Linked DNA regions of Sus scrofa: region 2 is linked to region 1. A link is a contact called in public promoter capture Hi-C data. All regions are on one chromosome and are shown on one strand. The core of a region is the stretch at or near the end of the contact, and the rest is flanking DNA. Distances in the headings are between cores, read along the strand shown. Region 1 holds the start of OTUB1 (OTU deubiquitinase, ubiquitin aldehyde binding 1). Region 2 holds the start of C2H11orf95.

What was found. Promoter capture Hi-C pulls out the DNA fragments that hold promoters and counts their contacts.
Region 2: a contact with region 1 is called in a promoter capture Hi-C map of fetal liver, with 2.2 times the contacts expected there. The contact joins the promoter of C2H11orf95 here to the promoter of OTUB1 in region 1. A contact is called at or near these places in 1 of 5 promoter capture datasets (fetal liver) and 1 of 2 datasets of contacts at active chromatin or transcription factors (alveolar macrophages).

The regions. Positions count from the first base shown.
Region 1 is chr2:8,093,382-8,099,462 of Sscrofa11.1, forward strand. OTUB1 (OTU deubiquitinase, ubiquitin aldehyde binding 1) reads right to left here and starts at 2,174. Exons shown (of 7, transcript NM_001162403.1): 1 at 2,096-2,174; 2 at 191-252. The coding sequence starts at 2,153.
Region 2 is chr2:8,280,780-8,286,558 of Sscrofa11.1, forward strand. C2H11orf95 reads left to right here and starts at 1,261. Exons shown (of 6, transcript XM_003122601.4): 1 at 1,261-1,468; 2 at 1,471-1,485; 3 at 3,599-4,096; 4 at 4,614-5,000; 5 at 5,224-5,779. The coding sequence starts at 1,348.

The DNA of each region.
Region 1 (6,081 bases), core at 924-3,423:
CACCCAGCAGCGAGAACACCTGAATGACGGTGCTGGGCCAGTCACTCAGTAGCAGTGACCCTCTCCCCTACAGGCGTTCCGTACCCAGAACAGCTTGGAGAGGAGGGGACTTCCAAAATAGAGAGAAACAACAGGCCGCAGGCCCAGCTCCTGCATCCCCAGAGTAGGGCCGCTGGCCACAGCCCCTCACCTCTTGCTGAATTCGGTCCTGCTGAGCCATGATGGCTTCATCATAGGCAAGACAGTTAACACCTGGAATAAGGAAGAAAGCCAAGGTTTACAAGGGGCCCTGGTTAGCCCCACTGTGGGCAGCTGTGTCGAGGACAGGAGCAGCCCAGGCCAGGAGAGCAGACCTGGAATGTGGAGGCACGTGTCAAACCCTGCCCCACCCCAACTGTGTGATCTTGGCAAGTCCTTTCCTTTCCTGGGCCTTCGTTTTCTCATCCTTAAAATGAGGGGGCAAAGGTGACCACTCTTCTGGCTCTAACAACCCCCCTTTCCCCTTGCTTTCTAACAGCACTTCCCAGCAGCCTGGGGAGGCCCTGGAGCCAGGCGGGGTCTCTTGGGGAAAGAAAGATGAGGCAGCAGAGTCCTGGGCCGGATGGGAGCTTCCTGTGAGTCTGCACTCTACCCAATCACACCCCTCCTCCTCCTCCTGCCATCCTGGGGACTTTTTTTTTCTTTCATTCTCTTTTGGCCACACCCACAGCATATGGAAGTTCTTGGGGCAAGGATGGAATCCAAGCCGCAGCTGTGGCAACACCAGATCCTTAACCCACACGCCCCGCCAGGGATCCAATTGGCGCTTCCAGAGACAAGCCAGATCATTAACCCACTGTGCTACAACAACTCTCCATCCTGCATACGCCCATTTTAGATAACAAATGCAGACAGGTGACGTAACCCCCCCAAGGTCACAACCAGAAAGACCTGTGGTCAAATCCAGGTGTGTCTCATTTCAAAGTTTGAGCTCTTCACAATTACTCCCCCGGGGCCACCTGAGTGCAGAGGCCTGTCCTCGGCTGGAAGCAGGGACTGATACCACCACCATCCCCTCAGCGAGATGTCCTGAGGAGGTGGTTCCTTAGAGGCACACTGTTAAGTGCTCATCCGTGAGTTGAGCAGGTCCACCCTGTGGGCCCCACTCTGAGCAGCCACTGGGGAGAAGCCAAGGGACCTGAATCCTGGCCCCAGCTCTTTCTTAACTTATGTGGTTACAAACAAGTCCCTTCTAGTGGGACGGGTCTCCCAAAGTTCAGTCCTTCAAGTGTGCAGTTAGAACAGGAGGTGTGTCCTGAATGATTTTTAAGGCCAATACTTTTAACTTTGAGCATCCTGGATCCTCGGCTGGGCCTCGACCCATCGCCTACACTGCCCTGCAACAGGAATGTCCCTCTCACCCTGAGGACCTACTCAGGCCCCAGAGTCTATCTTGGGGTGAAAAAGAAGAGAGTGGACCATTTAAAAGGACCAGCTCTTCAGGAGTCTAAGGATACAACGCCTAGTCAGGCGGAAAGGGGCTGCAAAGGCAGAAGAAGGGGCTCTACCGAAAATGAAGGCTGCTGCCCTCAGGGGCACACACCGGCGGCCGCTCAAGACCCCAGGGCGCCCGCAGCATCCCCGGCGGCCTGCCCAGCCCTTTGTGCTCCGCAGCCCGGTGTAATTCGACGCCCTCCCGGGCTTGGGTTGGTCTGGAGAAGGCAGGCGGCCGGGCCCAGACTAGGCCTGGGCCTGACTGCAAGGACCAGGGCTGGACGGCTGGGGACCCCAGGGCCAGGCGCCCGGCGGAGAGGGGGCTGGGTGGGGGGCGGGCGCGGCCCAGGCTCCGCCCCGGGAACGCGCAATGGGGAAGAGCCGGGGGCCCGGGCTAGCACTGCTCTCTCGCACGCCGCCCGCCCGGCCGGGGGTCGCGGCGACCGCTCCTTCCATTGTGAGGGGGAGGGGAGGAGGCGGCGGCGGCGGCGGAGGAGGTGGAGGAGGAAGGGGCCATAAGCGCGCTTCGAAGCTGGCCGCTCCGCCCTTGGCCTCCTCGTGAGCCGGTGACCCGGCATCGCCCCCGCTGGCCTAGGCCGGACAGCCCTCCCCGGGTGGGTACCTTCAGAGTCGCTGCCCAGCGGCTCCTGCTTCTGCTGCTGAGGTTCCTCCGCCGCCATCTTTAAACAGCGCCGCACTGCCGACCACTTCCGGGTTACCAGTCGCCCTCCTCCCGGAAGAGAGCCCCTCCTTGTGGCACCTCCTTAGTAACGCCCCTAGCAACAGGATCCCCTTAGGCGTTGCCACCTGAGGGGCTCCCAGTCCCTCGGGCTGCGGTGGAAGCCGAGCGAAAGCCAGGCAGTCCCCGCCCACCCTCCACCCGCAAGCTTGCTCAGCTCCATCATCCCAGGCTCCCAATGTGCCCGGTAGTGATAAGAGCCTCCTGGGGCCGCTTCAGTTTTCTTTTCACTGGAGTTTGAAGCGCGGATTGTGTTATTGAGATAAGCAGGAAGATGAAATTAAAATCACTGAAGGCAACATTCCTGCTTCGGGCTCTAGAACTCATTTCAGGCGCTTACAATGAGGATCACCTGGCGTTAACATCAGAGCCCTGGGCATTACCGCCCCTCTTCCCTGAGCCTCAGTTCTGAGCGGGCATTGGTATCCTGCTTCTGGCAGAAAGAACATGTCCCTTGAGGTCAAAGACCTAACTTTGGACTCTCTGCCCTTATGAATAGGAGGAAATTAGAGATTTGGGGGGGGATTGTTTGGTTGTTAAAGAAAGGAGTTGAGGGAGCTCCCTGGTGGCCTAGGGGTTAAGGATCTGGCATTGTCACTTCTGTGGCTTAGGTCACTGCTGTGGAGTGGGTTCGACCCCTGGCCCAGGAACTTCTGAATGCTGTGGGCACAGTCCAAAAAAAAGAAAAAGAAAAGAAAAAGAAGGGTTGGTAAGAAGGGAAAACAGATTAGTGATTGCCCGGGCTTAAGGAGGAGTTGGGGGCAGAAGGGAAGTGGGTGTGATGGTGAAAAGGAAACAGAAGAGCCTCCTTGTGGAGATGGAAATGCTCTTTCTCTTGATTATATATGAATATCCTGGAATGTGCGGTACTATAGTTTCAGGTGCAAAGCGCTACCCGTGGCGGGAAGTGAGTAACCTGTAGACAGGGTAGACGGGATCTTTATGTGTCTACTCAGATTGCCTGTGAATTATCTAAAAATAAAATGTGGAGTCCGCATTGTGGCTCAGCAGGTTAAGAACCCAACATAGTGTCTGTGAGGTTCGATCCCTGGCCCTCGTTCCGTGGGTTAAGGATCTGGCGTTGCTGCAAGCTGTAGTGTAGGTCACAGCTGTATTCAAACGCCTCATTGCTGTGGCTGCGGCGTAGGCCGGCAGCTGCAGCTCCGATTCAACCCCTAGCCTGGGAACTTCCATATGCCGCAGGTGTGACCTTAAAAAGAAAAACAAAAAAATGTGGCAAGGCCTTGGGTGCTAAAGATGCTGTTATTTAATGAGGTTACAATCTGGGGCTCAGCTTCTCAACTTTTCACTATGGAGGGCCTTTTTGTGACATGATAGTGATATGTTAGCACTTGAGGAGGCTGTGCCTGAGCCCAGTCAGACCCCTCAGTTCCTGACAGCATGGGAGCACAGTGTGGCTGAATGTCTTCGTGAGCTACATCCAGCGCTGGAGCAGGGGCAGCTGGTGCCTGGGCTCATCACACAGCCCACAGAGGCTGTCTGGGCAACACTAGGAATGCCAAGTCTGTGTCCAGCAACATTGCAAATTACTATGTATTGGGTCACTGAACCTTGGGATTGCTCCAAACTCAAGAAAGCCGAGGGTCCACCATTCGGACCCCATGCCCATCAAACTGCTCATTCCCTTTCCCAGTTTTAACAATGAAATCTGTAACCGCCAGTCGGATTGTCAGTCAGTAGCACCTGTATTGCCGAAGGAGAAGCTAAGACAGTTAATGACGAAAAGATGATTTCTATTTGGCTTTTTACAAAAATCTTGAAAATAGCTATACGGCAACTCCACTCTTACCCACACTCCTTGTTTTGAGTAGGGAGTCCAGTTCTGGAGAGAGAGAAGGAATCCCCGTTGTGGCCCAGGGCTGGACTGCAGCAAGGCTGCCGACACCAAATGAATGCCTCCCTCCCACACAAGGGTCTGGGGCTCGAGGAACAGACCTGCCCCCTCAGCGTATACAGGGAGTGCAAATGAGGCCCCCCTCCCCCGACCTGCTGCCCAACTCCCCGCTTGTCAGGCAGAATGGGAAGGAAATGGCCAGAGAGAAGCTTTGGCTCTTCATCCAGCCCCAGGACGGTCAACTTTTGCCCCATTCTTTTGGTTTGGTTTGGTTTTGCTTTTTAGGGCTGCACCTGTGGCATATGGAAGTTCCCAGGCCAGGGGTCTAATCAGAGCTACAGCTACCGGCCTACACCACAGCCACAGCAACGGGGATCTGAGCCGCATCTGCGACCTACACCACAGCTCACGGCAATGCCAGATCCTTAACCCACTGAGCGAGGCCAGAGATCAAACCCACACCTTTGTGGATACTAGGCGGATTCATTTCTGCTGAGCCACAATGGGAACGCCCTGCCCCACTCTTTTCCATGCCAATTAAGTTGGTGGTTAATAATGGTTTTCTTACCCTCATTCCATCTCTCCTGGTATTTTTACCATTTTTGGATTTTGGTTGTAGTTTGTTTTGGCCACACCCAAAGCATGCAGAAGTTCCTGGGTCAGGGATCAAACCTGTGACACAGCAGTGACAACACCAGATCCTTAACTACCAGGCCACCAGGGAAACTCCCTGATTCTCCATCTGGAAGCATCTAAAACCCAACAGCACATTTGCCAGGAATCACCAGCATAGCTCCAGACATTTATCTCTGCCTCTTAATTTGCAAACCTAGCAATGGTCCAGCACTGCTGGTCCTGCCCACTGAGACCTATAATGAAACAGGCAGCACTGATGCTTGGGTTCAGGCTGCTGTTAGAGACAGTGGCAAAGGTAACAGGGAGCAGCCAGCGAACTGACACGGCATAGATGCCTCCTCCCAGCCCCAGAATGTGCCCCAATGCCACATCCATGACCGTTGGATGGTCAAGTGGAGAGGGGACCCATACCAGGACCCAGGGACTTTGAAGCCTCAGCCAGAGGAAGCACAGAGGCCCTAGAGAGCCACATGGCTTCCAGCGCCACACAACGTCTCAGGGGAGAGAGCCAGGTAACAGGGACATGGCACGGGCCTTGGGAAAGCCACAACCATCCCAAGGGGGGCCACGGCCAGGAGAAAGCCTCAAGGTGAGCCAAAGATGAGGCCTTGGCGATCCCTCCGGAGGCGAGCTTGGGAGTCAGGCAGCTGTCCAGATGGGAAGGGCGGGGGCGTGCCCAGCCCCGAAATGGACCTCCAGAGCTGCCACACAGGAATCACAGTGGCCCACAGCAGCCGGCTCCAAAGTCGTGGTCTAGCAAGGCATTAATGGCACAGAGGCCAGGCTGCTGAAACTGAACAGGCGCCGTGCTTCGGGGGTGCTGGCCGGGGTGATACTTGCCTGCGGGGTTCGCACCACCTAAGGCAGAAAGCAAGCAGAGGAGGGGGCAGAGGGGGCAAAGGGAGAGCCCTCCACCCCCTCATGCTCCTTCTCGGGGCATTTTCCTCCTGTAAATGCCTCACATCCCAGTTCACCCCAAGTCTGTTAAGGATCCCAGTTCACCCCAAGTCTGTTAAGGATCCATCCACTGGTGCCAGCCCCTCCCGCTGGCCTCGCAGCGCCAGAATGACGCATTTGTTTCCTTAGTGCAGACTCGGTTTAGAACAACGCAAATGAGAGGTCAGAGGTCTGGCATGGGTTCCGTCAGACTAAAATCAAGGTTTGTGCAGGCTGTGTTCCCTTCAAGGGGCTCTGAGGGAGAATCTGCTTCCTACTCATGCAGGCTGTTTGCAGAATCAGTTCCTTGAAGCTCTGGAACTGAGGTCCTCCTGTCCTTGCTGGCTGTCAACTGAGGGCTGTCCTTAGCTTCTAGAAGCCACTGCACTCCTTGGAAGGCAGCCCATTTCTCCACCTTCTAAGCCCTGCGGCTGGCAGGACC
Region 2 (5,779 bases), core at 11-2,510, 190 kb after region 1:
TGAGTCCAGGGTGACTTTAACGGATTGCTGGGCACCTCCCCAAGGAAGAGAATAAAACCCACCTCTAGATAATAAGACCCTGCATGGCCTCCTGCACCCTGTAATTTGGATCTCTAGGAATCGCCTTTGTTGTGGGCGACCAACCACAGGCAAAGAAAGCACCTGCTCCTCCAGCTGGTCCCCGCGGAAGGACCCCAGGCTGCCGCACTCCTGGCTGCTCCTCTAATCCCTCCTCTCAGCTTTCGGGGACCTGAGGGGCTCCAAGGCTTCCGGGGGCTCGCACCCAGGGTCCGCCCCAGATCTTCCCAGCTGTGGTGGCACGCGTCCCCAAGTGTCCGACACCACGCCCGGGGCCAGCGTTCTTCGCCTCCTCATGCAGAGGGTCTAAGGCCCCGTCTAGGGCTTCGTCTGGCAGCCCCGGCCTGCGAGGACTGGAGCCTGAGTCACCGCGGCACACGCCCTCTGCTCCCGGCTTCCATCCTGGGGCCACCTCCTCCCGGCAGCGTCGGGCCGCGGCGAAGCCAGCTCTCGCCGGGTCTACTGCGCGCCCCCTCTCCCCGGCCTGAGTCTCTGCGGCCGCGGTCCCCGCCCCAGCTAGCTCCGGGGGAGCTTCGCCCGTCCCCCCTCCAATGCAGAAGACCGAAATCCCAGCGCTCGCGGGCGGCTCCCGCGGGAGGGGGCGCGGCCGCCCCCGCGGCTCCACCCTTTCGGCGGGGCAGCAGCCATCAGGGGCCCCTGCCAGTCGTGTCCGCTCTGGGGCCCGCGCCGAGCTTGCGCGGGAGGAGGCAGCCCCTTGCAGGGACCCGGGCCTCCCCACCCGGCGACCTTCCAGCCAGCGCCTGTGCGGGGAGCTGGGCGCGGAGATGCCCCGAGGGGGCAGTGGCTGCGAGCCGAACCGGGGTGGAAGCGCGTCGCAGCAGACGAAGCGCCCCTGGCCACCTCGGTGACCCTTCAGAAGCCGGGACCTGAGCCCGGGAGGCGGCGGCGCGGGTCCGCGAGGTCCGTGATTCTAACGTCCGCGGCGGGCACCGGCTGCTGAGCCTTGGTCTGGCTCGTCGCCTCCCGCCTCTCCCCCCAGCCCCCCTAGAGCTGGCAGGAGGAAATAGCGCGCGGCCCCTTTAAATTTACCCAGGAGCCCTTAAAGGAGCCCCAGGGGCCCCAGACAGGAATCCCCACCCCGGTCCAGCCCGCGCCGCCGAGCTAGCAGCCAGCCGTCCGTGCGGCCGGCCGCCCCGTGCATGCGCCCCGCGCCCCGGGGCCCCGCGCACCGAGCGCCGCGTGCGGGCCGCCGTCGGCCCCGCGGCCCCACGCCCCGCCGCCCCGGGGCCCCGCTCTGCAGCGCAGCGCATGGAGCCCAGCGGGGACCACCGGAGCCGGAGCGGCGGCGGCAGGGGCGGCCCCGGGCCAGCAGCGGCCTCGGCACGGGGCCGACGGCTGCCGCCCTCTGGATCAAGCGGCGGCGCGGAGCCGAGGAGGACGACGGCGGTAAGAGCTGGCTGGGGCCGGCAGCTCGGGTGGGGGCCCCGGCATGGGGGAAGGGAGGGCTGCGGCTCCGGGCTCCGGGCCCCTCTCCGCCGCCGAACAAAGGGGGGGACGCGGGCAGGGCGGCCGGGGGCGCCACCTGGCGGGCGCGGATCGCGGCTGCGGGGCCAGTCGGGGAGCCCCCCGCCCTGCTCCCGGGGTTGGCCCGCGGGGCTCGGGCGGATCCCCTCCCCCTTAAAGGGCCCCGAGGCCCCCGCCTTGGAGGCCAAGCTGGGGGGCCCCGAAGGGCCCGGCCAGGCGCCACGGGGCACGCGCTCTAGGCTGTTGGCTCGCGGCCCCCGCCCCTTTCTCTTTCAGACTCCCAGGTGGTCTCCCTTATCCGGCTGTCTCTTAAAAGTCTGCTCAGACATTGGGTCTCTTTCCGGGCTTCCCCTCAGAAGAACTGAGCTGGGGACTCCGCTGCTTTAAGTTGGGCTGTCTTCTCTTCTGTGGCCTTGCCTAGAGAAAGGAACCCTTTTCCCCCCGCTGCGTTCTCTCTGGGAAAGAGCATGGCTTGCGCCTCTTGGGGACCTACCGGTACCTTCCCAACGGCGGGCAGTTTTTGAAGGGATGGGCTCGCCCACAAAGGCATACACCCCTCCTGTCCGCGCGTTATCCCCTCCCTTCTTTTCAGAACATTTGCCACAATTTGTCAGCTATAGCGGGACCAGCCGGTCCTCTTCATTGCTCTCAGAGGAGACTGTTTCTTCATCCCTCTGCTTCAGGGTCAACGCCTTAAGACCCCCGAAGCTTCTGTCCAGCTTGGGAGATTCTGTCCTAATCCCCGAGCTCCCCTCCCAGAAACTCCCCATCCCCTTTTGTTTTTAAGGAATCCCAGCTCCTCCCCTTTTTTCGGCTCTTAAAGGGCCAGTCCATCTTAGACTAACATATCCAGCGCTGGAAGGATGCTCAGAGACCAGCTAGCTATCCTGTGCCTTTGCAGACAAAGACGCTTAGGCCCAGAGAGCGGACATGACCTATCAAAGGTCACAGAGCAAGTTACCAGTGAAGCCAGGAGTCGAACCAGGTTTCTAACCCTGAAAGGAGTGCTTTCTTTTTCTTTGGATCTCCCTAGATCCAAAACCAAACAAAACCACAGTGATGACAGGGGCCCTCTCTGATCCTGCCTTTTGTTTCCTAGACCGTGAGATTCTCCACTGGGAGAATGACCACACCTGTCCATTCGGCATATGTGGTCAGGAGGCCCTTTTTTTAATAAAATAGGGTCCAAACTGTAGGGAGGGTGGGGATTGCTCAGCCTGTTTGGCGAAAGGGAATACCCCTGGGCTGGTGGCTTCTCCACTGCCTGCCCTCTGATTGCTGGGCAGTGGCCGGCTCCCTGCCAGAGCAAAAAATAAATCCCCAGAAAGACTTAATGGACTCCACTGGGTGGTGGCCACTCCCAGCCGCAGAATCTTCAGTGGCCACTCTGGTGGCCCTTCTGCCATCCCTTTTCAGTCATCAGCTCTCCGAGACTCTAGGACAGTCAGGGTCCTAAAAACTCCTTTCCATGGAGGTGTTGACAGCTTTGTCATGGGGATCTGTCCTGTGGGCCCCTAAATTTGGGTAACTGACCATGCTTAGTGCCCCTTAAAGTGGGACTCTCAGGACGGTGTATTTGAGGCATTATCCGAGAAAGGGAGATCCTCTTTGGGTGGGGCCCTCCTGGCTGGGGCCTCAGGCGGGTGGGTCCTGTGTGCAGCCCTGGAAGCAGACAGATGCCCCCTTTGTTCTTCTCGCCCCGCTGCTCTGCTCTGGCTGTAACCGCCGCAGCATGTACACCGTACCTCTACGGCTCAAAGAGGGGCCCTGGCAGGGCTTGCCGCCTCCTTGGCCTTCACCTTATTTCTCAGAAAGTCAGAGCTGTGCCCTGCATCCTTTTGTTCTTGAACCTCGCTCTCTATAAAGGGCCAAGGTTTTGACTCCCTGCTCACCCACCTCCCTTTTATTGCTGTTACCACCCCCCTTCTGCCCCCGGATGACCCCCCCCTCCCTTTCTCAGGCTGTGAAATCGAAGCCCTGGGTTCTTCCCTGGAAATCGGAGATTGAAAAACTGTCTCCTTCTCCCCTTCCTCAGGGCAAGAGCTTCAGCTGGAAGGGGGTGCCTTGGGGTCCTGGGGGAGTGCCCCCCTGCCCTCTTCCAGGGCCAGGGGACCCGCATCTTCAGGCAGGAAATACTCAGACCACTGTGAGGCCCGGGCCTCAAGGCCTGGAAAGAGCCGCATCCCCGGCCGTGACCACCGGCGCTACTACCACGACCACTGGAGGCTGGAGTACCTGATGGACTTCAACCCTGCCCGGCACGGCATGGTGTGCATGGTGTGTGGCAGCTCCCTGGCCACTCTCAAGCTCAGCACCATCAAGCGGCACATCCGCCAAAAGCATCCGTACTCCCTGCATTGGAGTCCCCGGGAGAAGGAAGTCATCAGCAACAGCTGGGATGCCCACTTGGGGCTGGGGGCCTGTGGCGAGGCCGAGGGCCTGGGGGCCCAGGGGCCTGAGGAGGAGGAGGAGGAAGAAGAGGAGGAGGAGGAGGAAGGGGCTGGCCTCCCGGCTTGCCCGCCCAAGGGCCCAGGTAATGTAAGACATGGGGAAGCAGGGGCCTGGGTGGTGGATGGGGCCAGGAGGGGCCAGCCCGGGCTTCTCAGCCAACTAGTTGCTTTTAAGGAGCAAGTTATTGCTCCTTTTTGGGATGAGGTCTGCTTATTGCACTATGGTGGAAGGGACAGTGAGAGGGGTTTCCAGCAACTCAGGCACCTTTGACATTCTGTGGTTTTAGAAGGATCCAGGGGAGTGAAGGCTGGAGGGGGAGGGGAAGGGCTGGGAGCAGAAGGTCCTGGAAAGGTTTGGCTGACAGTGAAGTCTAGGGAAGGGGCTAGAATCTGGGTCTGGGGGAGGAGTAGGTGGGGCTTGTGTGCAGGAGGATTAGGTGCTAAGACCTGATGGGAGAGGAAGGGAAGGGCAAAGGTTAGGTGGAGGGCTCAGAGGCCCAGCAAGGGAGAGGCTTGTGGATGGAGCATCTGGCTGTGGTGGGGGGGGGCTCCCCCAGAGGGCCAGCATCTCAGTTCCTTCCCTCCCTCCAACCCTTCCAGGCAAAGCCCCAGCTGGTGGGGGTGACCGGCGCCAGCGGCGAGGGGGCCCAGTGGCACCCCGGGCTCGGCGTCGGCGCTTGTCGGCCTCCCGGAGGGCTGGGGGCAGCAGGGGGCTGGGTCCCCGGCGTCTGGAGCGGAGGCTGAAGGAGTCCCTGCAGAACTGGTTCCGGGCAGAGTGTCTCATGGACTATGACCCGCGGGGGAACCGGCTGGTGTGCATGGCCTGTGGCCGGGCACTGCCCAGCTTGCACCTGGACGACATCCGTTCCCATGTGCTGGAGGTGCACCCCAGCTCCCTGGGGCTCAGTGGCCCCCAGCGCAGCGCCCTGTTGCAGGCCTGGCGTGGCCAGCCTGAGGCACTATCTGAGCTCACCCAGTCCCCTGCAGGTGCGAGGCTCGCCCCAGGGCCAAGACCCCTTCTTATAAGGGCTGCAGAGTGGCGTCTGTGCCCCAAACCGGGAGGGACACATCCCCCCCTCCCCCACACACACATTCACTGATGGGGGCCTCTAGCTTGGGGTTGGGGTGAGGAGCAAGGGACCCCCTCTGTGTGGGTAAGGGCAACCCGGCCAGCAGGCTGAGCCCCTCTCCCTCACCCCTTCCCCAGCAGACGACGACCTCGTCCCCCAGGACCTGACCAGAAAGAGCCGGGACTCGGCCTCCGCTGCTGGAGCCCCTTCCTCTCAGGATCTCAGCCCTCCAGACGTAAAGGAAGAGGCTGGCTGGGTCCCTGAGAGGCCCGGGCTGGCAGAGGAGGAGGAGCTGGAGGAGGGCGAGAGGGTGGGGGTCCAGGACCGGGCTCCGCGGGGCCGCGACCAGCGCCGTCACTACCGGGAGCGCTGGCGGCTGGAGTACCTCATGGAGTTGGACGGCGGCCGGCGCGGCCTGGTGTGCATGGTGTGCGGGGGCGCGCTGGCCTCGCTCAAGATGAGCACCATCAAGCGGCACATCCGCCAGCGCCACCCGGGCTCCACGCGCCTCAGCGGGCCGGTCAAGGCCCTCATCGCCCAGGAGTGGAGCGACAAGGCCGCCCACCTGCTGGCCCTGGGGCTGCCGTGCCCCGAGTCCCCCAGGGACCCTGCCGCCCCCAGCACAGCCGCAGCCTCCGAGGAGGGGGGAGGGGAAGAGGAGGAGGAGCCGGAGGAGGAGGAGGAGGAGGAGTGGTG